Linked DNA regions of Rattus norvegicus: region 2 is linked to region 1. The links are chromatin contacts, called in public Hi-C maps. All regions are on one chromosome and are shown on one strand. Each heading gives the region's core, a stretch centred on a gene start, on an enhancer-like site or on the middle of the called end of the contact. The rest is flanking DNA. Distances are from core to core; before and after follow the strand shown.

Region 1 (2,642 bases), core at 48-2,547:
AATATGGAGAGCTGAAGACTGGCCTATTGAAAAACTGAGTTCCCTATGGTCCAAAGATGACAATAAGGTGCTTGCCATGTCTGGGCTGCAGGAATGCTCTCATAAAACCTTATGTCAAAAGCTGTCTGCTATTTAAGGGGCCTTCGGGCCTTTTTGGTATTATACTAGATTCATAATAGTTACAGGCACCTCTAGGGAACCACTGCTTCATCCCTCCTTAATCAGTTGTAACCTGGGGCAGGGGACTAACTACCCTCTCAGCTAGGTGCATGCATGTGACTGTGACTGACTCTGCTCAGCACAGTGTGGTCTCTCAGAGATGGGTAAGTAACTCAAGCAAACCATGGGTTACCAAACTTGACTTGAAACTTATTTCCTTGGTGTACTTTGAATTGGATTTCACTGAACATGACCAAAATAGTACTCTTTTCTCCCCTGAAGTGTTGGATAAGACAGTCGGTCACACTCCCTGGATATGTGGTAAATGATTCCTATCATGTCATAATCACCAAGAGTATGAGTAACAATTCTATTTCTGTGATAAAAACAACAACAACAATAACAACCTATACTCAGTCTTTCTCCAAAAGTCCCAAAGCCCCAAACAAAGCCCTAGAACTTCGCCTCCTTTCTTTAAAGACATCTTCCTGGTTATGAATGTTGATTTTCAGTGACCCCTTCATCTTTCATGTTAATGAGTTCTGTGAGTCAGTCCCGGCCCTCTGGTCCTGACAGGCAAGAAGGGATGCCTAGCCCTCAGGGCAGGCTCTGCTGCTATCCTCCCAAGATTTCTTCCATATATGGCAACCATTTGCTACTAAAGTACACACAGGCACAATGGTGGCTTCCTTCTGTCCCAATTGAGACATAGAGACGAAAACATAGGTTTTAAGTCACTGGGCCTGGAGATCCATGGGGACTGAAGAGGACAAGCATGCGTGGGGCTTCCCTACCAGGCCCAAGCCCTGCCATCAAACAAATCAATTCTGCCTTCAGAGAGCCCTCGCTTGCCTTGTGATTATGTTTGTGTAAAGTCTTGGGGTCTTTGATCAAAGAATGGCCTTTCAGGCCAGACTCTAATCCTCCCTGCCTTAAGGTGTTTAAATGTTTTTTTTCCTCTCTCTCTCTCTCTTTTTCCTTTCGTTCTTTCTTTTTTTTTTTTTAAGTTGATAACAGCTGGGATTTAAGTTTGCCACTGCCCAGCTTTTGTTTTGAAAGGCCTTCTATTGTCTGTGGCTTCCCTTTCTGAGGCCAGGATGGATCATTGGGTAAACTCAAAAGCGAAAGAGGATATGGGTGGAAGTGGGCGGGGACTCTGAATTCATCTCCTGAGGAAGAATGTTTGATCAGTGGGGAGGATGGAACCTCTGGGGCTGACAGCAGGCACCTTTGGGAGGCGGGTGTGATTGGCACCTTTGAAGCCTCCTCTGGATCCTGAGTCCAGTGGGTCGGGAGCTTCCTCTGTCTGTGGGTGGTGGTAGTAATAATGTCGCAGCTCAGAGGATTAATTGCAGACAAGCAGCAGGATTATGAGGGGGTCTCCGGGGCTCTAAAAGAACACTTGGAGGCAAGTCTCTGATCTGTCGGCCTTGGAGGAAATTAGTGGGAGCCAGCTTTTTTTTTTTTTTTTAAAGGCATTTAGGATATTAACGGGAAATGCGAAGAGGATATTAAAATAGGGAGATAGCTTGGGGGGGGGCGCTGTTCCCCAAAGGCAGTGTTCCCACTCTCCACTGGGAATGTGCGAAGTTTAACCCATTTACACAGACTCCTTGGTTATGAAGAGGCAAAGGGATTGGTATATGCCATACAGCATGTTTCAGAAGGCAGGCTGGCTTCGCCTTGGAACTGAAGTTTGTGTGTGAGGCGTGCTTCCCCTTCTAGGCCAGGTTTCAGAATGCCCTGACAAGGAAGCTCCAGGTATAACGTTAAAACAAGTCAGGGCAGTACTGTTGCCCTATCTACATTAGCTATCTATTGTATATTTTACTTCTTACCCTTCTGGTTCCAGTCGGGATGCTGCCAATAAATCCTGTGTTACCATTAAAGAGGCCATTCATCACGCGTCCTAATGCGATTAATCAAGATACACCACAGTCCCCTTAAAATGAGATCATTTTGATAAATCATGTATGACATGAAAAGACTTTATTCCTTTTAAGTGCAATTTAGACTGTAATTTTTTCCCTCATTCATGATTCATGGGAGAAACATGGATAAAATTCCCTTGCAGTTACACCTTATCTACAGCCATAACTCAGAACTGCTTTTAGATGAAAATTCAGAGTCTTATTCACCAAAGCTGAATGCCACCTCATTATTTTCTGGCATTCAGTAGTCCAAAAAATAATGTCCGCACATTAAACAGTATTCTGTAAAAAAGAAAGAAAGAAAGAAAAAGTTGGAATTGGCTAGGCATCAGGCCCATCAATTATACTCTGTCATCTTTAATAAGGAAGATCTAGCAGATGTCTTCTTGGAGAATCTGTAAGAGCTCAGCCTTCTCTGCCCCCATTTAGAATGATCTGGAAACAAAAATGGTGGTAGCAGAAAAGTCAGGTTTCAGCTGCCTCACAGGCCTAGTCTCCTGTTGCTTAAGGCTCAACTTTTTTTGTGGTCCTCCGTCTGGTATGGGTTTTTCT
Region 2 (2,642 bases), core at 71-2,570, 230 kb before region 1:
AGTAAAAAGAAATGAAAGAAGAGAAAGCTTTCTTGCGGCCTGCAGTGCTTATGTAATTCCTCCAGGTCAGGCAGGCAGCCATGGAGATGCTAGGCAGGAGCATTAGTTAGGAGTGATTAGTTAAAAAAAAAAGAAGAAGAAGAAGAAGAAAAGAAAGAAAAAAAGAGAGAGGGAGACAGAGAGGGAGGATAAGAGGGAGAGGGAGTCCAAGGATGGGAGGAGGATGTAAGCAAGAGAAAAGCTGCCGGCGTCCTGGCCGGTTCCCCTATGACTGTACATAGTAGAACCACTAAGAAATGATACTTGAAGTTATATTTATTATTGTAAGAGGGGTATGAGATTTCTAGGCAGGAATGATGGATGACAGCTTAAATTTGTGTCCAGGGAATGAAGGTGAACTGTGACAGAGTTATTTATCTTGGGAATGGAGGTTAGGGTCAGCCCAGGCTGGGTGCCTGAAGGCACAAGACATTGACAAATTTATCCTGCAGGCCGTATCTGAAGCCCTTTGTTTTGGATCCTGGCTTCTCAATAAGTGACCCTCATCCTTCATGTTGGCAATTCGTGAAGGATGCGGTGAACGCCAGCGGGGGCCCCTTCCCCCCCTCACCCCCACCCCGGCTCCCTGCTACTAATTCTTGTCATTCACTCTGCTGACAGGCACCAAGCCCAAACTATTCCCAGTTCTGAAAGGGAAGGTTAAAATATTTATTTCGGCTCATAATGGCCTCTCTGATTTACTGCAGGATCTTTTTCCCCCTTGCCTTTGTCATTGCAGGTCACTGGAAGGACTGAGTGCATTCAGGAGCCTGGAGGAGCTCATTTTAGACAACAATCTGCTCGGAGACGACCTCGTGTTGCCAGGGTTACCCCACTTGCACACCTTAACCCTCAACAAGAACCGAATATCCTTTTCTGGCACCCACGACGCTGGGTCCCCACAGTACCCCACTTGCCGCCCAGCTCCATGGGGGTCCCATTCTGCCACCCCAAACCCTTCTCCGCAAAAATACCTGCAAAATGTCAAATGAGTTTTATGTGTCAGCTAAATTAAAGTATGTGAAATACAGTCGGTGGGCAGACAAAGCGTTCTGTCTTCTGGCACTCGGGACACTTCAGAGTAATTTATTATAGGTCATTCATAAATGAAATGCACCGTTATATCTTCCTGTTGCTCCATTTTAGTGTAGAGATCTAAGTTATGGCTGCGAGGAAATCCTTTTAATAGATAAAAATAGAGAAAGAAAATAATGTCACGGGTGCCTGGGAGGAAAAGCTAGCTTCTGTTTGCCTGGGCTTGTGTGGGAGGGCGACCTCTGGTGGCAACCTGTGGGTAATGCCGCTAAGTTGACAGTCCTTGTAGGCTTCTGGAAGGCTTTAGGTGCAGGTCTGAATATCAAATAGAAGGAAGAAGGGAGGGAGAGGGAGGGGAAGGTAGGGAAGGAGCAGGGAGAGAGAGAGAGAGAGAGAGAGAGAGAGAGAGAGAGAGAGAGAGAGAGAGAGAGAGAGAGAGAGAGAGAGAGAGAGAGAGAGAGAGAGAGAGAGAGAGAGCAAGCTGAGGTGTAAGAAGTATGAAGGTCAGGCTCTGCAGTCCTCTTGTATATAGCTCTGGGTCTGATAACAGGCCTAGGAGAATCATGGTGGGTTTTGACCTACTTTGGGTAGGTGAGTATCTACTCAGTCTGGGATGAGAATTAGGAACCAACGGCCCTGGTTTCTATAGCGAGAATAAATCAGAAGACTTCTCTAAGAGCATAGGGTACGTAGCATCTCCATTGTTAGTGCTCTGGGTTACCAGGTGCTAGGATGCCAGCTCCACCAGGCAGGGATTTCTGAATCCTTCCTATGAACAATCCTGCCTGGGTAGAGTTCACATTCTGCAGATATTTGTGGGATGAACAACATATTCATTTTTACTACTTTCTCACTGAACACTCATGGAAGCCATGTACTGTGCTGGGGGACTTACCAAGTCCAATGAAGAATGTGTATAGGCTGTTCCTTTATCTAGTCTTAGAAATTCCAAAGTTATGTGTAAACACCCCCCCAAACAATGAACAGGCTTGAACCTGGGTTCAAGTCAGCCATGGGTTATCCAGAGGAGTTTGTTTTGTTTTGGCTCTTCTTCAGAGCCTTGGACTTGACGTCCAATTGCCTTGACTTATCAATGTTAACCACTTCTTGCCATCCACACAGTATGTTAGAAAGAGAAAGAGAAGCGGCAGCCTCCCTCCTGGTGATAAAGTAAAAACATATTCATCTGTTAAGTTCAGTGTGCGTGCTATGTCAGCACGTAGGATGCTCTCTGCACAATTACTTATCAGCCTCCTTGGTGCCTCAAGCTGTAAATTAGTATTTTCTTTATTCTGTAAAACATTGTCTCACACAGTTCTTGCTATTGTGACAGAATACTGTTGAATAGGAAGCCTCCAGCAAGTGTCTGTTGCTCATAGTCTGGAGGTAGACAGTCTGAGAGCAGGGTCCAGCAGGGATTTTGATGATGTGTCCCTTGCCTGTTCTTGCACTGGGGACAGACCATGAGAAAGGAAGATGAAGGGGAGAAGAGAAATGTTCTCACCTGCTTTTATCAATAGATTAATTCATCCTATCATGTGCTCTACCCTTAGGACTTGATAACTTTT

Evidence for each region. A called contact is a pair of places that touch in the nucleus more often than the background predicts.
Region 2: a contact with region 1 is called in a Hi-C map of the A7r5 cell line, with 4 times the contacts expected there. The contact joins two enhancer-like sites. A contact is called at or near these places in 9 of 12 Hi-C or Micro-C datasets (the A7r5 cell line, Schwann cells, frontal cortex and 5 more).

What each region holds. Positions count from the first base shown.
Region 1 is chr15:1,514,891-1,517,532 of GRCr8, reverse strand. All of the region lies in intron 5 of Lrmda (leucine rich melanocyte differentiation associated), which reads left to right. Among named protein-coding and RNA genes, the nearest start is that of Trnat-agu13, 390 kb to the left of the region's middle. Within about 2 kb of position 1,297, at least 7 of the 93 cell types and tissues checked have an H3K27ac peak or open chromatin away from gene starts, as enhancers often do. A contact at or near this core is called in the A7r5 cell line, where this site is marked.
Region 2 is chr15:1,745,484-1,748,125 of GRCr8, reverse strand. Lrmda (leucine rich melanocyte differentiation associated) reads left to right here. Exons shown (of 7, transcript NM_001109441.1): 3 at 779-905. Among named protein-coding and RNA genes, the nearest start is that of Trnat-agu13, 160 kb to the left of the region's middle. Within about 2 kb of position 1,320, at least 10 of the 93 cell types and tissues checked have an H3K27ac peak or open chromatin away from gene starts, as enhancers often do. A contact at or near this core is called in the A7r5 cell line, where this site is marked.